Linked DNA regions of Mus musculus: regions 2, 3, 4, 5, 6 and 7 are each linked to region 1. A link is a contact called in public Hi-C, capture Hi-C and promoter capture Hi-C data. All regions are on one chromosome and are shown on one strand. The core of a region is the stretch at or near the end of the contact, and the rest is flanking DNA. Distances in the headings are between cores, read along the strand shown.

Region 1 (3,532 bases), core at 393-2,892:
TATAGATAATTAAGTAAATAAATAAGAAGTTGGTGTTTGACACAGTGCTAATTCAAACCAGGTCAGGGGAAAACTTGCCTTCACTCTGTAAACGGAAGAGAGACAACTAGCTGCTCCTCTGAAGTGATTTAACCACAGGCCTTCCTTGGGAGCAAACCCATGTTCTAAGAAAGATTTAAACTACAAAAAAGCCAGTTGGAAAGTTCTACAGAAAGCAAAGGCGGGTTGTCTTCAGTGCATTGAACAAGAGTAGAACATGCAACTGTCCCTAGCCATGACTCAAAACCCACAGTGAAAACATTAACATGTTATTAAGTAAGTCCCAAGCATTTGAGATCAAGTCAATTTATCCTTCAGTCTCCATTTTTTTTTAAAGTTAGGAAGGAAGAAAGGACAGACAGACAAACAGAACAAAAAATGAATGAAAAGAAAGGACACGTGGACAAGAAAAGTGAGTGCTAAAATTTTTAGGACCAAGGTTGAGGGATCTGGGGTTGGGTATACTCTGTCACAAAAGGATCTTTCTAGGTGACCTAGCCCACATGTTAAGATGCACCCAACCCACAAAAATACTGGTGCGCACCAATATTTAAAAGGGGGAAACAGCATTTAAACTTCTAGGGTAGTAGTTCTCAACCTTCCTAATGCTGAGTCTCTTTAAAACAATTCCTCACGTTGTGATGACCCCAACCACATAATTATTTTCGCTGCTGCTTCATAACTGTAATTTTGCTACTGCTGTGAATCGTAAATATCTGATATGTAGGGTATCTGATATTCGACCCCAGTGAAAGGATTATTGTTCAACCCACAGTGGAGAGCCACTGTTCTTGGAGAAAAAAAGAGACAACTCTTAAGGCATCTAAATGTTTCCCTGAGGGGATTTTAAAAAAGATGCTTCACATGTCCACAGACCCTCAAGAGATAAAACAAAACAAAGAACAACAAGCCATCTAGCAGGAGGACAGCAGCTAGCCTTCGCTACGAGAGAACCCTGCTGTGTTTTTATGAATGAGAATCTTGAGACTCCATGGGATGGAACGGTTTGCTCCAACGATAGAGGTGTGAGGCAAAGTCCTACAACTGAGAGCCACGGGTACCAAGGCTCGTCCTGCGCCGCCCTGCGCCTCCCTGGGCACAGGAGAACGTCAAGCTGCCACGTGGGAAGGAAGACTGAGGAAAGTTGCTCAGAGTTCTCAGTCATCCTTTCCCTCCATGGCTCGGTCGCCTCCTCTGTGCCCAGGGCACCTCTGAGGAAGGCGCGTGATCCCGGCGCGCCACGACTGACAGCGATTCCTCCCTCAGCTCCGATTCTTCGGGGTGAAAACAAACAAACAAACAAACAAACAAAGTGGCCCTGGCTTTCTCACGCCTGCCATGCGCGCTACCAGCCGGTTCAGAGGACGCGCTATGGTGACAGTGCTGAGAATGTACAGTGTAGACTGTGTGACAGACCGCTGGTGCTAAAAGACAGAAAATCTTCATTTAAAAAAAATTCTTTCCCACACGAGCACTCATAAATACCGCGGCCGAAAAGCGAAAACGGCCGGCCCGGAAGCATTGCCGCTACGGTGGACACAAAGCTCACCTTCGGGCTTGGCGAATCTGGAGAAGAGAGTTCTGCTGAGGAATCTTCCGGTTCCCGCCGGAAGTTTTTCAAACGCCGGAAGTCCCGCCTTACTTTACTGGAGCCACACTACCGGGGCGGGGCGGGGCGGGGTAGGACAGGGGCCAGGGCGAGGCGGGGCTTGAGCCGGTGCGGTCCAGGGGCGGGGGCGGGGCGGGGGCGGGGCGGGGGCGGGGGCGGGGGCGGGGGCGGGGGCGGGGCGGCGAGGAGAGAGACTGCTCCTCTGGTCCACAGGGAATTTGTGTTTGTCGCTACCCTAGGGGAGGGGCAGAGATTTGGCAAATATGCGTCCGCCTCTATATTTCCACTTTTCTGACAGACCTCTCTTGGACTACTTTACACCCTTTTCACCCATCCTTTCATTTTGTGTTTTGGATTGTTTTTTGTTGTTTTGTTTTTTGAAAAAGACTTACTCTGTAGCCCAGCTCAGTCTGAGTTCGCCACGTTGCCCCCGCTGCGTTGTATTTTTAGGCCACAAAACCTAGCTCGTCCCTTTTCTTTTTCTTTCTCCCTCCACCCTACCACGCTGTGAAAGTGTCTGAAGTTTTCCGCCTTGGCTAAGTCCTTATTCATCCCATGGGAACCTTACTTAACGAGAGACATTAGCTAGAGTCATCAGCCTCTTCCTCCAGTCTCAGGCAGTTTGATAGACTGCCAAGCAGATCCATTTGGAAGCCGAGGCCTCTTAGATACTTCCAAGAAGATTTATGCAAATTGCTTTTTGCCTTTGAACCGGGTTTCCCTGGGTCCCATCTCCAACTGTTAAGATACCCAGAACACTGAAAATAATAGTCACTGGGTCATTAACTCGAGAAAATGCAGCTCTCCCGGAGAATCAGAAACCTTGCCCCATCTCATATTCAGAGTCCCGAAAAGTGCAGTGAGCACAATCCTGGTAAACGAGCCTAGGCACAGTTTCCTTTACATGCAGTGCTGGGTTTTCCTTGTTCAGAGCTGATAAAGCACTCATACTTGTCAAGATGATAAACCAGGTTGGACCCCGGGAGCCCGTGTAAAGAGAACCAACTCCCAGAAAGTTGTCTTCTGACCCAAAAATAGCCTCTACCTTTTGATTAAATTAGGCTTAAATAACCCTTGTCCACAAGGAGACAGGTTTTTGTTTACTTTTTGTTTTGTCTCTTTTGGTCACATCAAATGCCTAAGCTGTTGCACAGTCAGCTCATAGTGAATAGAAAATCAAATTGGATACCCCAAACCGCAGAAAACTCCCATGCTGCTTTCTGAGTTTGGAAAAGTCAAATCTTAAACCCGCTGTGATAACCTGAATCCTACCTTCCCCCTTCCCCCAATCATTCCAGTTTTTAAATCTATAAATCATTCTCCAGAAATTCTTTCCATTTACATCTCTAAATCAGTTCCCAGAGGAAATTAAAAATTACTTATCTCTTTCCTTGCTATCATTTTTATCAGCCCCACGAAACTCACAGAAACAACATAAGAATAAGGTTTTAAACTAGAGAAACAAGACTTGTGAGTCTAGATTAGAATTTCATCTATCAAGCAGAACAGATCCTATAATCCCAGCTTGGGGGATAGAGGTACATCCTTATCTAAATAGTGAGTTGGAGGCCAACCTGGGCTATATAAGATTCCCTCTGACATAATTTCACAGATCAGAGCCCACGAATTGGCCAACAAGACAGCTCTGTGAGTCAAAGCGCTTGTCACTAAGTCTGAATGCTAGACTCCACATGGTGGGAAGAGAAAACCAACTTCTTAAAGTTGTCCTCTGACCTACACATATGTCCACCCATACATACACACAAAAAGATCTGTGTTATTCAGGGTTCGCTAGAGGGACAGAACTTATAGAATGCCTCTATATATTAAGGAATTTTATTGTGATGACTTGCAGTCTGTAGTCCAACTAAACCACAATGGGCC
Region 2 (3,532 bases), core at 620-3,119, 1.8 Mb after region 1:
CTCAGATTTCCCCCCACCTCCACCCCGTCACAAAGTCTGCTTGTTTTCCCAACAGGCTGCTCCTATCTCTGTCCCAAGAGACTGGCCTTAGCAGTTTGATTCTAAAGGAATCTTTCTGTCTACAAAGTGGTCTAGCTTGGTAGTTTCTCTGGGACATCTCTTAACAGCCTCAAACTTCACAGAGATCCCCTGTCTCCTAAGTGCTGAGATCAAGGGTGTGGCCTACCATACCAAGTTTCTTTTGTTTTTAGGCTGGTGTGTGTATGTGTACACACACACACACACACACACACATACACACGTATACACGTGTGCACGTGACCGTGCCCACCCCAAGCCTATGGAGCCTGAGTATAGAGGTCAGAGGATAATTTGCAGCAATCCTTCACAGTGTGATTCTAGTGATAGAATTCAGGTCTCTAGCTGGACTCCAAAGCACCTTTACAGGCTGAGCTGGTTTTGTCCAACAAAGCAAATCTTTTTACCCTTTTACCAAAGTGAAGGTATTGCTAGCCAGAGCTAAGTCCATTCTTACTTAGAGCTGAATTAAGTCTCCCAATTTCTCTCTCTCTCCTTCTTGATTTAGTTGTTTTTTTTGTTTTGGTTTTTTTTTTTTTTTTTTTTTTTTGTGACAGGGTTTCTCCGTGTAACAAACCCTGGCAAGTCTTGTAACTGTAGCCAGGGTTGTCCTTGACCTCAGAGATCCACCTGCTTCTGCCTGGAACAATGGGGTTAAAGGCACACACCTTCGCGCTCAGCTCCAATTTCTTGAATTTGAATAGGAGCTCCAATTTTCGAAAACGCCCTGTAATCAACCTGGCAGGAAGACATTCTGAGGAGAAACACTTGGCTCCCTTTGGCTATCAGGCAATTGAAATAATGGACTCCAAAGAATTGGAATTTCTCCAGGAATTTTTTGGTGGGAAGGGGTAAGACAAAGCTTCGAGTTAGTGTAGAGGAAGAACTTGGTTTCTGGAAAGAGATTTCTCAAGTATCTGAAGCTCGTTGAATCCCCATGTAGGACAGTCTGGAGCAGAGATTATGGTGGGTCAGACCACCTCTTACAAGACCATTCTGGTTCCCGTCGCCCGGTTTAAACCAAAACTTCACGTCAGTACCCCCAAAGATGAACTTCCGGGGGGGGGGGGCTGAACTTTATCTTCCTAATGTGGCCCTTTGAAAAAAAAATCTGTTTTTTTGCTATTTTCTCTATTATTCGACTACTGAGGATGAGTGGGAGTTTAGCTCGTTAGGGTTGCTAGGGCCCAAGCGTTGACGCTCAACATTACCTTAGCAATCTCAGTTTCTAAAATATAAAAAATTCTGCACACTTATGCTAAAGGGCTCAGATAAGACTGGACCTTAACTGCCCATCTCATATAGTAAGGCGTAAACTAGTTGAGGCAGTGACGGGCCAAGGAAAGTTTTGTGGGTAGCTGGTTTTGTGGATAGCTGTTCTTGCACTTGGCATTCACAAGTGCCGCTCTGTACAATGCTCTGCGAACGCACCGTACGTGGCAGACAGCAACAACCAATTTCTCAGCTCCTTTCAGTCCAACCGCAGGACCGCCCGCAGGGCCAGGTGTTTCCGCAGCGAGCTCGACGCGGCTTCTCGCAGGGTGCACCCCGCCGTTCCAGCAACCGCGCAAGCCACTTCCGTCTTCTTGGTGCATACTTGCCCGGGTAGCCACCGCGAGCTCCACTGCTTTGCAAAGGCTCAGTCTCAAGGCCCGCCAACCCGAGCTTGGGGGCTGGGCCCGCCCCGCCCCGCCCATCTACGCCAGGGCACGTCGCGGGCGGGGCCCCGCCCACCGCGCAGGCCGACACGCCTTCGGATTGGCCGCTGGGCTACGGATGCTCGGGTAGGACGCGCCTCCTCCCGACTTTCCCGCCAGCGGCGGCCGCGCGGTGGATGCGATCCTTGTAGGCGCTCGGAGCCGTGGCCCGGTCTGCCCGTCAGCCTTCATCATGTCCCGACAAAGCACCTTGTACAGCTTCTTCCCCAAGTCCCCGGCACTCGGCGACACCAAGAAGGCCGCGGCCGAGGCCTCACGCCAAGGTGCCGCTGCCTCTGGAGCCTCCGCTTCCCGCGGCGGGGATGCGGCCTGGAGCGAGGCTGAACCCGGGTCCCGGTCCGCGGCGGTATCCGCCTCGTCGCCGGAGGCAAAGGATCTCAACGGAGGGCTGCGGAGGGCCTCCTCCTCCGCGCAGGCCGTGCCTCCCAGGTAGCCGGCTCGGTCGGGGCTGCGGCGGCGCGCGGGTCTCCCGGAAGGAGGGGGAGGCTGCTCCGTGCCAGGCGGCGGGAGGAGGGGCGGCCTGCCGGCCCGGGAGAAGCGGGGCCGGTGCCCGGGACTCTCGGGGGACGCTGCGAGCAAGCGAGCGCACTCCCACTGTGGGGGTGGGGAGGCTCGGGAGGCTCGGGGACGGAGACACCCTCCCCCAAAGTGGCCGGAGCGGGAACGGTGGGTGTCCTGCTGCGATCCGCGGCCTGAGGGGGCGGGGCGGATCGGATCGGGCAGGGAGCTCCTCCGGGTGGCGAGCCTACGGTGGGAGGAAACTCGGGTTGCAGGTGGAAGTTTGTAGATAGTGAAAGCGGCGCTCCGGCTTGGGACGACAGTTTTTTTTAACCCACCTTTTCACAGGAGGGAAGAGTGCGGGAGATTTTTCGCAGTTAGTGGGTCTTCGGAGTATTGGGCAAGCCCTGGGCAAGAAGGTTTACTGGGGGAAACTTGCCTGGAGTTGTACTCGCACTTTGTAAATTTGGCTGTCGTTTGTAGGAACGACTAGAGACATTTATTTTATCTATTTATTTTCATTTTTTTTCGAGACAGAGTTTCTCTGTGTAGCCCTGGCTGTCCTGGAACTCAGACATCCACCTGCCTCTGCTGGGATTAAGAAGTGTGCAGCGACTTATTTAAAATGTAAAGAGTTCTTTCTGGAGTCCAGTACTCTGGAGTTTCAGCTTGGGCACCAGGAAGAGCTGGCGTATGCTCCTGGGGCAGAGAAAATGATTTTGGATCTCTAATTTCTTTCCTTCCCTTTGGCTATAAAGGACACAGTTCAGACACAGGTAAACACAGAGGTGTATTTTGCCTCCGTGTATGTATGTGTGCCCATGTGCATGCACGCTGCCTGAGAGAGGCCAGAGGAGGACCTCAGCCTCTGTAGTTAGAGATATTGTGAGCTACTGGGTGGGTGCAGGGAATCAAACCTGGTTCCTATGGAAGAATGCCAGTGCTCTTAACTGCTGAGCAGCTCTCCAGCCCCATTATTTCTATATTTTTTAAAATTACCTGTTAGTGTGTATATGTGTGTATGCATGCTATAGTAGGTTGTGGAAATCAGAGGACAACTTAAGAGTTGGTTCTTCCACCAACCGTCCTGTGGATAAAACTCAGGCCATCCTTTGCGTTATCGCCTAGGCCATATCTTCACTGGTATTTTTTTTTAGACAGGGTTTTGTAGCCCTGGATGTCCTGGAATGCACTCTGTAGATCACCTGTCTCTGGTTCCCAAGTACTGGGATTAAAGG
Region 3 (3,532 bases), core at 440-2,939, 1.7 Mb before region 1:
TTTGAGGCCACGTGTCTCTTACTGAGGATGGTGGGCTGTGCACCGTAGGGTGCTTAGAGCCTCCCCAGCCTGCACCCCATGAGATGCCAGGATTATCTTACTACCAACAAATTAAGATGACCAATAGATATCTCCCAACAAAGCCACTAGTGAGTGACAATTTCTGAGCTGAGGAGATCTGGTTTGCCAAACAAAATCTGTGGGCTTTTTGTTTAAGGTTTTTTTACTACCTTGAAAATGGGGGGTTTCATTATGTTGTCCTTAAATGAGGTGCTGCTTTGAAGGAGAGATTTCTTTTGTCCCATTTAATAATTAGACATTCTACGAAAGCTTTGAGGATACAGATTCCAGCTTAAGTCAAAGGCAGACCTCCGTGGCCACTGAGGAATGGTCTACCTGCAGACCCTCCCAGGCAGAAAACGACTCAGCATGCGTCACTTAAACTCCTGACATAGCTTCCTTGTTGTCCCTACTTGTCTCTGAAGAATCAAAGCAATCTAACCATGCACTTGCTTATAAACTTCCCAAAGGTTTTCCCTTGCACTAAATAAAATGCATTAGTTACATCCAAATTTGGGTGTATGGCCTGAAAACAATCTGGCCCCAGCTTCCTCTGCCATTCATTTCAGATTTCTTTCACAGCATGTATTACTACCTAAGATTACACTAACTGGCACACCTGTCTATTGCCTGTTTTTCCTAGCACTAAGCTCCATAAAGGTTGCAATGAACTGAATAGTTGTGTTCAGTGTTCCCGTTCTTAACTCCTTAGTCGTTCATGCATGTAGTAAATGCTTTATTAAAATTTCATGAACTAAATCAAGGAATTCTTAATTAACAATTGCTAGAGATATTATAGGAGGGACATATATACTTTTAGAAGGAAGGTGGGCTACCTGGTACCTAAAAGGACATGCTACAGCTAAGTGGCATACCGCTCCAGAAACTGAAGCATTTATAGTCCATTTGGACGGCAAGTCACTACAGCAACGGCAAATGAGCAGTCAAGCAAAAAAGTTAATGAACACAGCCAGACAGAGAGACAACAAGGAAAGGCCTTGAAGTTCTGGGTTAAGTTTAGGGAAATAATTTCCCAAACGAGCAGCCAGCGTGCAAAGTACTGAGAAAGTACTGAGGAAGGAAACTGAGGGGACACTTGTGATTTGAAATGGCAAGTTTGCAGCAGTATTTGATCCCGGAGTCCTAGGGACTACACAGAGATAGACTCGGTGATTCTGCGCGTTCTAAGGGTAAACGTGTGTCCGGGTGAACTGGGCCGGCCCAGAGCCGAAAATCCCGGTTCAGCCTGATGGGCATCTGCCCATAGGTGCCACTTGCTGCTTCCCGCCCATCTACATCTACACCTTCCCGACCGCCTCCCACGTGGAGTCCAAAGACTGACAGAAGGACGGATGAAAACGTGGTTCAAGGGCTGTCTGTCTCCATGGAGACCTCAGCGCCCGGAAGCCACGGCTGGCACCCTCGGGGTGGCCTGCAAGCTGCCCCGGCCGCGCTGTGGCGAAGTCGGTCCCCCGCGCCCGCGTGCCTGGCAGGCAGCGCGCCCGCGAGCCAAACCTCGTGCCCGAGGACGTCTGCAAAGCGTCGCCACCTCTGGACGAGACCCGGAAGCCCGTCAAGTCTACCGCGTCCCTGCGGCTTGTAACGTGGTGCGCGATCCAAAAACCGGTCCCCGGCGAAGGGAGGCAGGGCTGGAAGCTGGCACGGAAATATCGCGAGAGCGGCCGAGTGCCGCTCCTCCAATCAGAAGTGAGGGTGGGTTGTGACGTCATCAAAGAGGGCGTTTGCGAGGGGATTTAGAGAGCCCGCGACTAAACAGTTCTTGATAAGCGAGCCTATGATGGTGACTGCTGGGAATTGCATGCCCCTCACCTCCTTCTGGCTGGCAGAGCAGCAGCCTCCACACCTCTAGGTGTCAGGCCGACATTTCTGTTCCAACCCAGACTTTCTACATTCACTGTGCCCAGCGCAGAGACAGGCAAAATCTACACTCGGGGACGGTTGTGCCAGGGACGGGAACTGAAGCCAAGAGCAACGACTTGAACTCCACTGTCCGAGCCTTAAACGCTGCCTTAAAGGCTGCATCTTTTACACAACTCACAGACTATCTTGCAGTCCAGTCCTTTAAAACTGAGTAAAAATTAGAGACCTATATCACCTTAGTAAGGAGCTGGGACAAGGGACAAGATCACAGAACGGACAAGATGCTGAAAAGGCCGGGATGCTGGCCTGGGCTCTGAGATACATAGTTGGGAAAAACAATGAAAATTAGGTTCATCAGGTGGATGGCTTTTCTATCAAACTTTGTATTTCTTTGTGGTTTTGCCACGTGTATTGTGAGACCCTGACTTAAAGCGTTTCTCCTTGAAAGGTAAAGCCCCTAAAACATTTCCCCAAGCTTGTTTTCCCTGACCTATAAAAATACAGCTAGAAAGAAGCTCTTTGTTCTCTATAGCCAGCAAAAAGCCTTTTTGTTTCTATACTTTACAACCAGAGATGCGATAATTGTAAAAGACCCAGCCAGCACTTGCCTGGCTTCCTGTGCCAAGGACTCAGGGTTAGGGTTAGGGGAAGATAAAAATTCAGAAAGAACTCACTCCCCACTCCTTCTGCCTTGTAAATTTCACCAAGGACACTCCGCCCAACTCTTCCCAACTCCTCAGCTAGCTATTAAAAGCCCCCTACTGTCACTGGGGTCATCGGGGTCGGGTCAAACTCCCCTGACCTGCATGGCGGAAGGAGTTTGTCCTCAGCTAGCTGATAATAAAACCTCTTGCAGTTTGCATCAGTGTGATTTTCTCTCCCGTCTTTGGGGTGCTGGCCAACTTATCCTGGGACTTGAGCGGAGGCCAAGCTTCAGGGGTCTTACAGTATCACTAAACAATAGCTTGGTTGATTTTGTGTCTGTTATCCACCGATTCACATCTTTTGGCATTGCTTTCAGGTCACTCACCTAAAACTGAGTGGTGACAATTCTTTGACTCACTGTTAATATGCCGTTCTCTACTGTGCTGCATTTGTGCTGATATATATGGACATTTGCTCTGGAGGAGTCCAGAGCAGAGGGGTGGGAGCAGGGCAGGGGACTGGACATAGCCGGGGATAGGGAAGCAGGACGGATGTGGCAAGAATTGTGTAGGTTATTAGTAGGTTATTATCAGGGAAGCCTGGCTACTGTTAAATTAGAGGAGGAAGTGGAAAAGGCCAGGATACTAATCTGTGCTCTGAGATGCCTAACCAGGACCTGTGGAAAAGGACCAGAAGAGTTTGGAGGCTAGCATTGGCTCTGGTGTGCACCAGAGGTGCATGTCAACAAGGAGGAAGATGTCTTCTTTGCCAGAAGCAGGGAAAATAGGAGAAAGGCTCTTCCTGACAGACAGAAACCATTCCTCAAATTTCTGAGGAACGCTGAAAATGTCAGCAATTCTATAGGGCAGCATGAGCTGAGCCAAGACTGTCATTTTGGACCAAGTCAGTGGGCCTGCTTTTTAGGGCTGCCTGGGGTTTTCCTAAT
Region 4 (3,532 bases), core at 462-2,961, 1.4 Mb before region 1:
ATCAATGCCTGCACTGTAGCAGCACTAGCCCTGGCCCCGAGGGGCCTCGGGTGAAGGACTAGATTCTAGTCACTAGAGGAAAGCTAAAGGAACCAGCACTGCTGTCTCAGAAGACATGAAAGTTAGGGCATGATTTCACTGTTCAAGCCTACCACAAAAATAGAGGCAAGACCCTAACTTACAAATAAGCATCTCTCCAAAGACAACCAAGTTGTTCAGACATCATGAAGCATTTCCTTCATCTATCTAGTTATACGCCGTGCCGGGCTGGCCCGTGAAGACAGTTACTTCTATTACAGTGTTATTATAATATACATCAAGCCCTGTATCTCATGAAATAGTCCTAACCTTATACGGTGTCCACCTGTGTACCTAAAGAAACTTAAGGCCTGGGCTGCTGAGTGATTTGTCCAATAGCCTAATGCAAATAAGCCAAAGCACCCTCAGTCCATGGCTCCCCACTCCAGATCATACTTCCTAAGTCTGTTTGCTAGACCCCAAAGTTCTAGTGTGGGGTGTACAACTGTCAATTTCTTTCCGGTACTAAAACCTAAGCACCCAACCTTCCTTTATCAGTTGTCAAGAATATCTATGTTCTTTAAGTGAACATACTTGTTTCCCTATAACCTCAATCCAGAAAGGCATATACTCACAAAAATACATGACACTAACTAGGAACTTAACTTGTTTTTGCAGTAGGTACATAGATCCCAACAGAGCACCTTGCACGCGTCCTTTAATCCATTCTAGTGTGACAATCTCCAACCCATGACATCTGTGTAAATACTGAAGGAAAATTCCACTCAGCACAACGCAAGCAAAAACCCGAACTGGCCATGATCAAATGTCAAGTTCTAAACTATCCCTAGATCACTAGAACTTCAAACCCCAATCCCAAGAAAAAGAAAATGAAAAACCAAAGCCTCGTAAGACTACAGACTAGCAGGTTACTGGTCACCAGCGTGCGAGAGCACCCAGGAAGGGTACTCCTAAGGAAAGGCACAACGCCTGTCCCCACCTCAGCCCCATCCACTCCCCCAAAGCCATTGAGCTTCACGGGCCTTTCCAAAGCTAGAGCAGGCAGAGACCTCAAGCAGCAAGCCGGAAGCCAGCCATGCCCTCGACCATGACCTTCTCAAGACTCTCAACCTTGTCACCCCAAACCACTGGCAAAGCATGGGGGAGGGGGTGGCCTCATGCCTGAGAAGCCGGGACCACGGAATTGGAGCAAACGAGCAGGACACCAGCCCGTCCACCGCAGCCAGTCAGGAGGAAGGGTCCGGTACTCACCCTGCAGCCGGCCGGCTACCAACAGCCGCGACCCGGACGACGGAGGACAGCCGGCCCGGGACGCCCGCAGGGAGGCGCAGGGACAGCGGGAGGCGCGGGGCCGCCGCGGCCCCGAGCAGCCAACGCGCGGGTCTCAGCAGGGCTGCCATGGCTCAGCGTACCCAAGGCAGGATAGGATGCACGCTCCTGCAGAGGACCTGGAGGAGCACGTGACGACCCGGTCGCCCCTAGTGGGACAAACTAAGGACCGAGGGCGTCCAGCGGAGGAGGAGGCAGATCCCCGCCAAGGCTCACGGGAGAGGCAAGCCGAGTTCGCGGGATACCCTGGATCCGCCTTCTGTTTTACTATACATTGTTTTTTGTCTTCCGTTCACAGTGTCCCTGTTCCCTTGTCCAGCGCCCCGGCTCTCAGCGAGCCTGGCGACAACACCCCTCCACTTTGAAGTTGGTAGAGCCCACTAGAGGTCGGCTCCGCCCATGCGCGCGCAAGGGCTTGTGGGGGGCCAACTAGGAGCGACACCGAGGGTTGCTGGGAAGGGCCGACCGTGCAGATCCCGGGGTGCCTACGACGTTCCAGCCTTGCGCCTCGGTTGCTACCGAGCCGCTGCCCTAGCTGCTCAGTGACGTAGTTCCTGCCGTAGCTCTCAGAAACGGCGGCCAGAGAAAAGCTTGACGAAGAGAACTGGGAGGCTGTGGACCTCCAGGTTAGCTACATGCTATTTGTGTGACTGGGGATGGGGTAGATAAATATACAGAACTCATCCTAAGTGCCTCGCTTCATGAAATCAATGGATTCTAATAAAGGTCGTATAATTTTAAATGTCAAGGTTGAAGTTTCTTTTTCTCAGTGCCCCGCTCCTTCCAGTTAATGCACTAAGCAACTAAGGTAGTGAGTGGTGCAATTGTCTGAGGATAGGTCTGGAGCTAGGAAAACAAGTTCTTGCCCTCACAGAGCTCGCATACTGAAAGGGTTCCCTGTGCACTCGTGTGAACCCGGGAACAGGTTTCCACTCTACTTAGTTATTCCTTGACTGCTACCAAGTGAACAGTCAAATTCTCCCTCTGCAAGTTTTCCCATGTGGCTGTTTCTTCTGCTAGCCAACAAACTTCAGAGTGCCCAGAATGAGAATGCAGCCTCTTTTATGGCGGAAGCTCGTGATCAGTTGAAGACACTTCGTGCTTTGAGCATTTATTGAATGGATATACGTTCAGAGTTAACTTGGCTTAGCTTTCTTTTGGAGAAGCTAATACCGCCCTGCAAGATGAAGTTACTCTGAGTTACTATAGAGCACTATGATAGAATATAATTCATTCTCTCATTCAGCATTAGTACTATTTATTGAGCACATATTTTGTGTCAGGCACTATTTGGAATGCTGGGAATACAACATGGGGGGGGGGATCTCAATTTAGACAAAATTCCGTACATCTAAAGAAACATAAGAATTGTGATATAAATAAAAGATTAAGGTAGGTTACGGTCTGTGGTGATTAATCTTGATAGGATTTACTATCACCTTGGAAACCAGACTTTAAGCCAGTGAGGGAGTTTTTACATTGGATTAGTTGAAGTGGCAAGACCCACCCTGAATGTGAATGACACCACTGGGTCCCACTGAGTGTAGGTGTGACGCAAAATCATTTGCTTTTTTAAAAAAATATATTTATTTTATTATGTGTATGAGTGTTTTGCCTGCATGTATGTGTGTAACCACAAGTGTGCCTGGTGCCCTTGAAGGTCAGGAGAGGGCTTCAGATGTCCTGGGAGTGCAGTTAGAGACAGATACAAGCTGCTGTGGTGGTTGCTGGGAAACGAACCTACCAGCAGAATGCAGAGAGTCCAGGCATTTGCCACACCCAAGGAAGGCTAGGGCTCTGGATGCAAATGTGAAACGAGGTTGGTGGAAGTAATTATGATGATGGACTTTCTAAGGGTTTACTCCTAAAACTCTACTCCTCGGTTGTGAAGTGTGCTCTTAATTGTCAGCATGATGGAACTCAGAATCAGTCGCCTTGGGGACGGGCTTTTGGGAAGCCTCCTTGGTGTTAGGGTTTTAGGTGAGAAACCCACCCTGAGTATGTCTGTGAATGTGTGTGTGTGTGGGTGTGTGTGTGTTATGAGTGTGGTGTGTGTATGTGAGTGTGAGGTTTGTGTGTGGTATGTGTGTGTGAGTGTGGGGTTTATGTGTGGGGTATGTATGTGGGGTGTGTGTGTTATGAGTGTGGTGTGTGTGTGTGTTTG
Region 5 (3,532 bases), core at 753-3,252, 1.2 Mb before region 1:
ACACACACACACACACACACACACACACAAACACTAAATGTAATTAAACCCTTCTTGATTCCATAATGAAGCCCCTTGAAGGGGTAGTCAGAGCTAAAGTGGGCTTACTTTCTTTTCTTTATTGAAGCTCACCTACAGTATGCAAAATCAGAGAAAGAAATTTTTATGGCTGTCTCCAATTCTCAGTCACTGGGTCTAAGAATTGGTGTGCCAAACCAAACCAAATCAACCAACCAAACAAACAGTCAACTGACCAAACAACCAAAACCAAAACAAAACAAAAAAATCTAGCACCCAAAGACTACTTTTAAAAATTATCTTTCGAAGTTCAATCTCCAGAATCACAATAAATGAAATAAAATTGTATTGTAGTGAGCTTTCTCCCCAGAGTGAGCTCTGGATTTTGTAGGCATGAATGTAGCTTGGAACCTCAGGTGATTCTAATTTTAGGAACCTGTTTGCCCACTATCCTGAAAAAACACCATGTGTGCTGGCTACATTCTAATGACAACTTGACACAAGCTAGAGACATCTGAGAGGAGACAAACTTTCATTCCTAAGAGCTGGCTGTGGGCTAGCCTGTAGAACATTTTCTTAAGTAGTGATTGATGGGGGTGGTGGGGGTGGGTGGGGGCAGCCCATTGTGTGCGATGCCATCCTGAGCTGGTGGTCCTGGATTCTATAAGTGGGCTGAGCGGGCCATGTGAACAAGCTAGTAACCTCTCCATCAACTCTTATCTGCAGGTTTGAGTTCTTGTTCGGCTTCCTTCAGTGATGGGCTACAGTGTAAGTCCAATAAACCCTTTTCTACTCAAGTTGCTTTTTGGTTGCCATGGTGTTTCATGGTCCCAATAGAAACCTTAAGACAGAGTTCTTAAACTTGAAGTTCCAGAGAAATCTGAATTGCAACCAAATGTTTATTTCCGCCAGTTTCACTTTGGAAATTGCTTCAGAAATATGTCCTTCTTTTCAAAGCTGAATTTGCACTCCCTTAGGTCGGTCTAAACCTAAGTTGTCCCAACTAACTTATACCTAAGTATGAATAAGATCGAAAACGTCTTTCAAAGACTTGAGCGAGTTTAAAAACTCTTCAGGTGAGCGCTTAAGTGCCCCATTACACTTTGATCTGGAAGAATTAACCTGGTTCACTTTCTAGCTCAATGTGGTTACTAGATGACCGTTTTCTCCCGGCCTTTGTGAAGCCTTCCGAGTAATCATACCCAGAGGGAGACTCCTTTATGTCATCATTACCCTTTGCAGACGTTCAATGATTACCTACCATTCCCAGTCTGGGACTGCCTGCCTTACTTTTGTATCTCCAGTTCTACCTACCACGCTTAGCAAAATGCAGGTGCTCTTTAAGAGAGGAATGACCTAGTGAATGTCAAGAGCCTAGACAGGAGTTTTAAAAATCAGACTCAGAAACAAAACACGGAACTGCCAAGGGCTGGAAGGCAGGAGGTCGAGGTAAATAAGAAGAACGAACAATCTGAACCATTGCAAAATCATCCCGAAGGGATCTCCTGTCCCATTTTCTCAAGTGGCTTTTCAGCCTTCTCAACTTCCCGCCCACTCTCCCCTGCTGGAGACAGGTCATGCAGGTATCCCAACAATGAGGCTCTGATTGGTCAGAGATGATTTCATTGTTAGGGAACATCCGGGCTCTTTCCCTCCCTGCATCACCTCCCCAGAGCCCTACGCGCCCAGTTTTGCACTCTCGCGTGCGCCCCACCCGTAGTTGAAGCAAAACAACGCCTCTCTCCAGGCCCTTTCTCGAACCTTTCTGAGCTCTTCCTTCACAGCTCTATGCCAAAGAGAGGCGGCCACTTCTTCCAATGAGGGTCTAGGGGCACTTCTCTGGCCAATCAGAAGCCGGCTCTCTCCACTCCGGGTGGGACCAATTTCCACCTATAACTGGACTGCCCGTTGGTTTCTTTATGGTGTTCGTTCTCCGCGAAGTGTAGAGGTCAGAACTGCAGGGTCCGCAGACTCGGGGCTTGGCCATCTACGAATACTAGCCAATCCCTTTTAGGATACTTTTGCGCGTTCATTTAAAAAAAGCCGAAGTGACGGACTTGGAAATTGGTTTCTTGACGGACAAGTAGAGGAAGCCAATAGTCGGAGGATCAGGCCGCCATTTGAACCAATCAGAAAAGGATATCGGTCTTCGAGTTGGGGCGTAATTTGACTGACGGAGGACTCTACCTATGGCTACTAGGGTGGGCAGGTCGGTGACGTCAGGAGTTAGGGCAAGGCGGAGGTGGGGCTGAATAAAGTAAATGGTAATGAAGGGTTGGGCCTCACTGGTGGGCGGTGTGTGATGGATAGTTGACCTTGCCAATTAAGGTGGGCACTGACGCCCAATGAGAAATTAAAGACTCAGAGGCGGGGCCGTGTGGGCGGGGAAAGAGAAGCACAGAAGATACTAGGGGCCAGGTTGGGCGGGAGAACGTAGATTGACAGGCTTCTCAGCAAACCGAGGGCAGCGGTGACACACGCGGCGTCCCAATGGGTGCCCTTGGGGGGCGGAGCCCGAGGAGGGGCGGGGAAAGACGGCGGTGCGGGGAGGGGAGGGGGGTTGCAGAAGGAGCGGAGCGGCCGCTGCTCAATGGCGGAAAAGCCGCTGGTGCTCTGACCGCCTGGTCCCCCCTGGCAGTTGCGGGGGAGTTTCCTGCCGGCGCGGCTGGAGTCTCTGTTTCTCCGTGTCCGGTGGCTGGAAGATGCTCCAGAGAGATCAGGCTGCGGCGGAGGAGGTGGCGGCGGCCGAGTCGGCAGCGGCTCTGGGTTGGAGAGAAGGCGGCGGCGGCGGTGTGAGGGGCCGGACGGTGTAAACAGCTCGGGCGGCGGCGGTGGCCGAGCCCCCGAGGGCGAAGCGGCGGCGGAGGCGGTGTCGCGTCTCGGGAGAAAGCCGGGGGCCGCGGGCGGCTGTGCGGCGGGCGAGCCCGCGAGACCTCCCTTTCTACCTTCGCCCCAGGTAAGGCCGCTTTGCGCCCAGCCGAGTGGGGGAACGGCCGTCCGTCCGTCCAGCCTGCTCTCGGAGCACCGGGCTAGGCCCAGGGCCTGGGCTGCCGCCGCCGCCTCCGCTTGCGCGCGAGGCTTCGCGGGGCGCGGCGCGGCGAGGGAGTAGTTTGCCGGGGCGCGTGGAAGTCCGCTGCTTCCCCTCGCGCCGCGGCGTGCAGGCAGCGCCCATGGGCGCGCGGGCCACCCCAAGGCCGCGGCTCACCCAGTCCTGCCCGCCGCTCCGGAAAACACCTTTCGGTGTGGCTCTCTCTCCCGGTCGCTTTCTGCCCTCCCCTGCGCTCCGCTCTCCTTTCTTGTGAAATCTTTCTGGTTTTTCTGTCTGTGCCTCTCCGGGCCTCCTTCCCCCTCCTGTGCTTTAAACCGTTTGTCTTGCTCCTCTTAGCCAGACTCGGGGGTTCGTGTCTGTGTGTTGCCCACCAACCACGGTCCGAAAATTTCGGGTGTCGTGCTTAACAATGGGCTTCTTAAATGAAATTACTATGAACTCCATCTCAAGTTTACATGAATTCCA
Region 6 (3,532 bases), core at 489-2,988, 1.1 Mb before region 1:
TAGTGGCTCTGCCTTGGTGTAGTAAACTGAAAAGTGTTACTCTAGTGGGCCAAGCAGTGAGCTCACGATTTGTTTTATTGTTAAAAGTGCCCTCCAGGCCAGAGCCCAGCTACTAGTCCAGTTCCCACACATGCTCAAGGACTGTAGTGTGTGCAACCTCAGCCACAGTGTGGGGAGGGTGAACAGGGATATTTCTATGGTGTGTTTATTATTTGACAGATAACAGTATCGAGACATGAAAAGGAGCTCATTCCATTAGCCACCTCTGAATTCAAGGCCAGCCATGTCTGTCTGCTATAGTGACTTCTGAGCTAGCTAGAGATGCATAGTGAGACTTGGTCAAAACAAACAGCAGCACACAACTGCTTCGTTATAAAAGTTTCATGTATAATTAATGATGAGAAACACCATTGCAGGGTATGAGGGGGGTTGACATGTCATGACTGCATTAAACAAGAACACTAAGTTGCTCTACAGAAAACCCTGTAGTATTGGGCACCCAGACAACAGGAAACAACGGGTGCTGCACCTGGGTTCGACCCCAGAACCCAGGCAAAGTGGAAGGAGACATCCAACTTGACAGTGTCCACTGAACCGTCTCTCAACACCGCATCCCCCCCACCCACCCACACACACACAATTTTTTTAATTAAAAAAAAAAGTCTAATCAAAGCTTCCAAGTGTGGCTGATCATCTCATTCCTTGAGACCTGGGGAATCTCTAAGGCCAGCCTTTCAGCAAGTTTCTGGGGACTTGCAAATGTGTCCTACACTTGTCAATGATTAAACAACTGTTACGTGCAAGGATTAAAGACTGTGTGCATGTAGTACAACGCATGAACTTGCAGTGCTCAGCATCCTGCTCCCCCACCTCCTGGAAGTGCTTACAAGAATGTTTGAGCACACATACAGAGCTTAGTCATACACAAGGGCTGTCTGGAGTCAGCCTGGGATAAAATGATGTTGCCTGCCTCCAGAGCCACCTCCGTGGGTCTATAGGAAGACACTTTAAAAAAAAAAGGGGACAGCCAGTTTCTCCTTATTAGTTCAAGATCATTTTTATACCTAGCTAAAGAAAGAACATGATGCTTCAACCATTGTAAAACAGATTTAACACTACCCATTTCTTTAATAATTGGCTCAGTGGCAAATGGTCTGCGTTGTTGTAGGACCACAATTGTCCATCTCGAAAACTCATCAAAATCCCCAGGTGGAATTCTATTCCATTGGCCAACAGTTTCCCACAGTTCCTCTGAAACCCACAAGCACCCGTCTGTTTTCTGCTTCTGTGACTATAGGTTCTTTCTCGAAGGGGAACCACACAATATTTGTCTTGGATGTGTTTTTTTTTTTTTTTCCTCAGCATAATGTCCCCAAAGCCCATCCATCCTGTAGTATGTATCAGACTTGTTTCCCCTTTCAGGGAATAATTTCTGTGCGTTCATTTCACATTGCCCATCTCTCTGGGTCCCCACCATCCTTTGTAGTTTTGTGAATCGCATTACTGTAGGCAGTTGGTACTCACACAAGTAGCATCTTACAGCGTTTGGACCCTGCCTCTTCTCCGCAGTCTCCTCCTTCACATACTGTTACTGTAGATGAGTCAGCCACCCGGTATAAAGATAATTTTTGCACACACACACACACACCCCTCCTCCCGACCCCCTTTATTGAACTTTACGCAATCTTCCTTGGCTGGACAAAGTCCAGCCATGATTATTTATAAACCATTCAAAGCTCATTAACAAAGCACAGCGCTCAGCAAGACACCTTTCTACCTCTGTCCCTGCTGGAAAGCACCAGGAAGAGCTACACAGGGTAGACATGGATGAGGACAAAGGCAAGAGAGACCCCATCCAAATGAGTTTGAAGGGATGCCGAACCAATAACGGGTTTGTCCAAAATGAAGACATTCCGGAGCAGGACCCAGACCCAGGCTCCAGGGACACCCCACAGCCCAACGCCGTGAGTATCCCTGCTCCAGAGGAGCCTCACCTAAAGGCGGTGCGGCCCTATGCAGGGATGCCCAAGGAAGTACTCTTCCAGTTCTCCGGCCAGGCTCGCTACCGGGTGCCCCGAGAGATCCTCTTCTGGCTCACCGTGGTTTCCGTGTTCCTGCTCATTGGAGCCACCATAGCCATCATCGTCATCTCTCCAAAATGCCTTGACTGGTGGCAAGCAGGTCCCATATACCAGATCTACCCGAGGTCTTTTAAGGACAGTGACAAGGATGGGAATGGAGACCTGAAAGGTGCGTGTTCGCCGCTCAGGACCAACTAGTGGAGGGTGGTTTGTGGCCCCATTCTGTGCCTGGCTTGTGTTGTAAGCACATTCCAGGGTGGCTGGCACCCATTTCCTGGGAGTTAATTCAAGCCCCACGCAGCAGAAGTCAGCAAGCCTTGCTCTTGATGCAAGGCTATCTGCTGAAGGCTTTAGAGCCACGGGGTTGTTGAATCTCTCGTCCACTAAACCCATGCACATGTTCACTCGTCGATCCTGAAATTTTGTAGCTCCGTGTTTCATCTGAGACTAGCTCTCCTGGCACAGGCACAGCTTGTAGTCTAGCTGAGAGTTTATTAATAAATACATCGTGTTATATAAATGTGATGTCTGCGGAAGGGGAAGACTCTTCAAGTTTCAATCCTGAGAGAGGAGAGCAAGCTAGAACCAACAGTGTGTTAGTTGTTGCCTAATAATGGATTTCCCACAGCAATAGCCATAGTAGTAGAAGAATAGAACCAAAATTTTGTATTTTTTAAAATTAAACTAAAAGTCCTATATGTAATTTCTTATCCTTATAATTGAATGCTCCATCGGTCATGTTAAGATTGAAACTGCTAGACAGTGGGCGTAAACTGGATTGGCTGGGTCACCGTGGTTTAGGACAGAATAGAGTTGGTTGCTATCCCTCTGCTTGTAATGAGTTCCAGGACATCCTGGACTAAACACACACACACACACACACACAGAGAGAGAGAGAGAGAGAGAGAGAGACAGAGAGAGAGAATATTTTTAAAGGGCGTGCAGTAAGAAGAGATAAACTAGGAAGGAAATTCTTTTCTTGCAATGATTATTTGTTTGAAGAAGAAACCAAGATGGTGTGGTAGAGTCAGTGCGTGAGCACACCCCCACCTCCTTAATGAAAGGCTTCTTTTTGTACCCTGTCCGGTTGTTTCCCTTTCTCTGACTTTTTCTCCTCACTCTCAGTGCTGTGGATGTGGATCCCAGGGCTGTGCCTACCACCGGCCTATTTCAGCAGCCTTTCCACTCTAAAAAATAATGCCTCCATCCTCACTGTCTATCTGTCCCCAGAGGCACAACTCAGAGCTGCCACCTTGATTAGGCTTTATCTTCCACCTTAATCACGGTCCCTTGCTACTTTGGATGGTTATGGCCTCTGTGAGCTTCTGTTGCCTCTCTTACTCAGCAAGTGTTGGTGAAGTTGGATTTTGACAACCCAGAACCAGGGACACACTTCTACCTCCTGGTCCTGCCTCTCTAGCCCACTCCTAGGTGTCTTCCAAGTTCCCACA
Region 7 (3,532 bases), core at 560-3,059, 1.1 Mb before region 1:
AAGTCAGTTTTCCTAGGGACAAGCTAAGCAGCAGTGACTCTGGAGAACGTATGGACAAACTAAAACAAAACAAAACAAAACAAAACAGAAAACAAACAAAATAAAATAATTTGCAAATGAGTAAATGAACTTAATGGGAATCTCAGGTACTCAGAGGGGGTTCAAAAGCAAGATGGCTTTTATCTTACATAATTCTGGGCATATCATTGGGATGTGAAAGACAAATTAGAAAAAGCCTAAACCATGACATAAAAGGGGGATGCTTAGTTGTTGAGTGAGGCGAGGCGCCACATAGTTTTCACCTAGCTGTCTAGTTTAAGCTGCGTGTGCACTCGATGAGTGAGCTAGAGCTGGTCATTGTCCAGGTGGCCCAACTGTGGCTCTGGGGAGCTGGAGACACTCCCCCAACTCACTGATTCAGTGAACCGCCCAACTGACTGGCTCCTCCTCCTAGAGGAGCAATTGGATTTCACCATAAAAGGATAATGAATTAAAAACAACTGTAAGATGCACAAATAAAATGTCGAGTCATTTTTGGTTTCTTCTGGAAGGTAAAGATCATTTTAACTTCCATAACTACAGACCCAGGTTTAGGTCTTGGGCCTTGTACACTAACTGCATCTGGATTCAATTTTTTCACTTGTGGAACAGAAATTAACCATAGCACTTAATCTCTGCGGTTGTAGTTTTGTAACAAAACCAAACAATTTATTTTAAGAACTTAGTCCAAGTACCTGGCACATAGTAACCATTCAACAAAAGGTCGTTAATATTATTAGCATAGGGATAATTTAGCTATGCTAAACACTGTTGAGTGTAAAATGAGAGAAATCTTCTCTAACACGTTCCTTGGTAGCACAGAAACACTGCGTCAGTTTTGCCATAGATCCGACCAGCTATGACGCCCCCTCCCCCCCTTAATCTCTTATGTCGCAGCAAAATAATGGGCCAGTGGAGCAGTAGCCTAGAAGAAAAATGCTTTTAAATCGCTTAGTCTGTCCCCATAGCTCCAACCCATTCATCCACCATCTGCATTGAGAAGACCCTGTGCGAGGATAGGGAGACTGGTGGGGTAAGTAAGCAAATGGGTGCTCCCGGAGCACCTCCTCGTTTCCCGGTGCAACTGTGCATCCCGAACACGTCGTATTCACAGGACGTGAGGGAATGGTACGGGTCAGAACGTACAGAAGAGACAGGGATCAAAAAAGGGACCAGGGAAGTGAGGAATGGCTGGAAGGTGGGCAGAGGAATTAGGAAAGGGGAACCATCAGCAACCCTTCCATACGTACGCAAATCGAAAGACAGCTGGACGAGCGAAGGTAGAGAAGACAAATACGAGAAACCGAAGCTCTCCAGAAGGAGCTGCAGTCACCTCAGCCTTGTCCAGCCGAAGCCAGCCTCCAGCACCCAGCAAGAAAGACAACCTACCTCGCGCCGCCCAGAGCTAGTTTGCAGCACGCCGGTCTACGTAACACCAACCCAGACCGATAGGGAAGCGCATTTCGCCATCTTTATTATGGCCAGTGGTGGGCTTTTTCTCTTCCTGAACTCACTCATCTTAGGAGACAACTGTATTTCGGTTTTCTGGTATTCCGGCGAGCAAGAGACAAAGTGAGGAAAAAAAGAAAACAGCGAGGAAAGCCCTGTCTGCAGCTATTCCACAGTCCCCTCCCACTCCGGCTCGCCCTCACTTAAGATGGCCACCAGAAAAAGTGGTGCAATGAAGCGACGCCGCTGCTTTGGTTGCCAAGGAGACGCTAATACCGGAAATGCGGAATTCGGGGAGGGTGCACGGAAGAGCTGTGGGCCAGAGGCCGGGCGTCACAGGTCCTGACAGGGAAGAAGTTGGCAGGTCCTGACTGGGGAGAGCCGTGGCGGACGCAACCTCCGGGTCCAGTCAGCTCTGGAGATGGAGTCGCAGGTCGCGGCCGCTGGGGCTGCAGAGACTGAGGCAGAGGCGGGCAAGCGTCCCGCGATGGGCAGTGCCAGCCAGGGCTCGCTGGTCTCGGCGCCCAAGGGGGCCGTCCGGTGGCAGCTTCTGCGACAGGTAAGGGCGAGCGCTCGCCTGCCCTGCCTGTGGCCACTCCCCTCGCAGGTAGCAGGCAGCCCGTTTGTCGGGAGCCAAGCGAGAAGCGCCCCCTTGCTCCTTCATCTCCGCTGTCCCGCTGTCCCACCAAAAATGGGAGAGACTCTGGCGGGGCTGGAGAGCGGGACAGCCAGAGCGAGCTCTCAGAAACTCAGAAAATCCTTGTGCTCGCCTGTCTGGTGGGTGGGACCGCCTGTCTTCTCCGTGTGCTGCTCTTCTTTCCCGCCCCCTTTCCATCCTTATTTTATTTTTTGCTTCTTAACTCCCAGCCTGGTCACCTGGGTGCACTTTTTGGTCCCACATCTCTGGAGATCCGTGAGGTTCACTAATGGGATGGGGATTCTGCACGCGTTTCCTGGTTTTGTATATGGGAGAGTAAAGGGAGAGAGGGAAACCTACTGCTTGCTCCTTTTCCCGCCACGTGAAACTAAGTTTGGAGTCATTATTGGGATACTCGCTGCCCAAGGTTTAGCAACGAATCCAGATACTTCAGTCTTCCAAACCGCTCCAGTGAAGGCTGCTGTGTTTATAAGTTTTCTTAGTCATTGTGACTCCTCACAGCAATAGGAAAGTAACTAAGACAGTGGCCGGGGGGCAATGAGTCCTTAGTCTGTTATTTTACTTAGTTATTGCTTTTTAACAACCACATGTCGTATGTCATGCAATGTCTGTGAACCACCTGGTAGTCTCTTGATAAAACCTGAGTGGTTTACGGTTGTGTACCTGGTCTATATACCCATAGTTCTCAGAGTTGGCTGGCATGTTCTCCCAGTTATGGTAGAGTGTATAAGAGCAAGAGGCACATTTCAAATCCCTGCTTACATGATGTCTGTTAATATGCTATGTTACTTAGCTTCTATTATTACTGTGATAAAAATGCTAGGCAATGCAATTTAAGAAAGGAAGGGTATGTATTGGCACACAGTTTGACGGTACAGACTTTAGTAGGAAAAATCAAGGCTCAGGATCCTGGAGCATTGTGTGAGCAGTCAGGAAGAACAGAGCGATGGATGAATATGAGTTAGTTCCAGTTCTCCTTTTTATTTAGTTCAAGACTCAGTGTGTGATGTGGCGATACCACATTGAGTGTGTCTCCTCTCAGTGACTGTAGTTAGGAAAATCCATTACACACATACCAAGAGGTTAACCTAGTGTAGATAACCCTTCCTAGACAGGTGGAGACTTTCGGTTCCTCCAGTTCTTGTCAAGTTGATAATCACTATGAGCCGTCTCATAAACCGTTAGCTAAAGGAAGATGCATGGCCAAGCCAAAATTCACAGTGTAAGAGGTAAGACTTTATTTTTAAATTTTTTTAGGTGTGTCTTAGGGTTTCTATTCCTGCACAAAACATCATGACCAAGAAGCAAGTTGGGGAGGAAAGGGTTTATTCAGCTTACACTTCCAAATTGCTGTTCATTACCAAAAGAAGTCAGGACAGGAACTCA

The links. Promoter capture Hi-C pulls out the DNA fragments that hold promoters and counts their contacts. A called contact is a pair of places that touch in the nucleus more often than the background predicts. Capture Hi-C pulls out chosen DNA fragments and counts their contacts.
Region 2: a promoter capture Hi-C map of adipose tissue shows a contact between it and region 1, with 2.8 times the contacts expected there. The contact joins the promoter of Msh6 here to the promoter of Srbd1 in region 1. A contact is called at or near these places in 1 of 39 promoter capture datasets (erythroid cells), 1 of 484 Hi-C or Micro-C datasets (CD8 T cells) and 2 of 9 other capture datasets (adipose tissue and liver).
Region 3: a Hi-C map of B cells shows a contact between it and region 1, with 5 read pairs. The contact joins the promoter of Thada here to the promoter of Srbd1 in region 1. A contact is called at or near these places in 2 of 39 promoter capture datasets (the C10 cell line and erythroid cells) and 1 of 484 Hi-C or Micro-C datasets (B cells).
Region 4: a promoter capture Hi-C map of erythroid cells shows a contact between it and region 1, with 16 times the contacts expected there. The contact joins the promoter of Lrpprc here to the promoter of Srbd1 in region 1. A contact is called at or near these places in 4 of 39 promoter capture datasets (cranial neural crest, embryonic stem cells, erythroid cells and 1 more), 1 of 484 Hi-C or Micro-C datasets (CD4 T cells), 6 of 115 datasets of contacts at active chromatin or transcription factors (astrocytes, embryonic forebrain, epiblast stem cells and 3 more) and 2 of 9 other capture datasets (adipose tissue and liver).
Region 5: a contact with region 1 is called in a capture Hi-C map of macrophages, with 5 times the contacts expected there. The contact joins the promoter of 1110020A21Rik here to the promoter of Srbd1 in region 1. A contact is called at or near these places in 5 of 39 promoter capture datasets (cranial neural crest, embryonic stem cells, erythroid cells and 2 more), 5 of 484 Hi-C or Micro-C datasets (LSK cells, Th1 cells, embryonic stem cells and 2 more), 7 of 115 datasets of contacts at active chromatin or transcription factors (astrocytes, embryonic stem cells, extraembryonic endoderm stem cells and 3 more) and 3 of 9 other capture datasets (adipose tissue, liver and macrophages).
Region 6: a contact with region 1 is called in a capture Hi-C map of macrophages, with 2.9 times the contacts expected there. The contact joins the promoter of Slc3a1 here to the promoter of Srbd1 in region 1. A contact is called at or near these places in 1 of 39 promoter capture datasets (embryonic stem cells), 1 of 484 Hi-C or Micro-C datasets (B cells) and 1 of 9 other capture datasets (macrophages).
Region 7: a contact with region 1 is called in a promoter capture Hi-C map of erythroid cells, with 20 times the contacts expected there. The contact joins the promoter of Camkmt here to the promoter of Srbd1 in region 1. A contact is called at or near these places in 5 of 39 promoter capture datasets (the HPC-7 cell line, cranial neural crest, embryonic stem cells and 2 more), 3 of 115 datasets of contacts at active chromatin or transcription factors (astrocytes, embryonic stem cells and pancreatic cancer cells) and 2 of 9 other capture datasets (adipose tissue and liver).

The regions. Positions count from the first base shown.
Region 1 is chr17:86,143,533-86,147,064 of GRCm38.p6, forward strand. Srbd1 (S1 RNA binding domain 1) reads right to left here and starts at 1,643. Exons shown (of 21, transcript NM_030133.3): 1 at 1,589-1,643.
Region 2 is chr17:87,973,181-87,976,712 of GRCm38.p6, forward strand. It overlaps Msh6 (mutS homolog 6), which reads left to right and starts at 1,870. Exons shown (of 10, transcript NM_010830.2): 1 at 1,870-2,225. The coding sequence starts at 1,969.
Region 3 is chr17:84,464,519-84,468,050 of GRCm38.p6, forward strand. Thada (thyroid adenoma associated) reads right to left here and starts at 1,690. Exons shown (of 38, transcript NM_183021.3): 1 at 1,576-1,690.
Region 4 is chr17:84,789,075-84,792,606 of GRCm38.p6, forward strand. It overlaps Lrpprc (leucine-rich PPR-motif containing), which reads right to left and starts at 1,712. Exons shown (of 38, transcript NM_028233.2): 1 at 1,291-1,712. The coding sequence starts at 1,439.
Region 5 is chr17:84,955,421-84,958,952 of GRCm38.p6, forward strand. 1110020A21Rik (RIKEN cDNA 1110020A21 gene) reads right to left here and starts at 2,003. Exons shown (of 4, transcript NR_027929.1): 1 at 1,780-2,003. It overlaps Ppm1b (protein phosphatase 1B, magnesium dependent, beta isoform), which reads left to right and starts at 2,581. Exons shown (of 6, transcript NM_001159496.1): 1 at 2,581-2,974.
Region 6 is chr17:85,026,609-85,030,140 of GRCm38.p6, forward strand. Slc3a1 (solute carrier family 3, member 1) reads left to right here and starts at 1,739. Exons shown (of 10, transcript NM_009205.2): 1 at 1,739-2,250. The coding sequence starts at 1,824.
Region 7 is chr17:85,088,817-85,092,348 of GRCm38.p6, forward strand. It overlaps Camkmt (calmodulin-lysine N-methyltransferase), which reads left to right and starts at 1,810. Exons shown (of 11, transcript NM_028576.3): 1 at 1,810-2,047. The coding sequence starts at 1,910. It overlaps Prepl (prolyl endopeptidase-like), which reads right to left and starts at 1,451. Exons shown (of 15, transcript NM_001163622.1): 1 at 1,290-1,451; 2 at 1-59.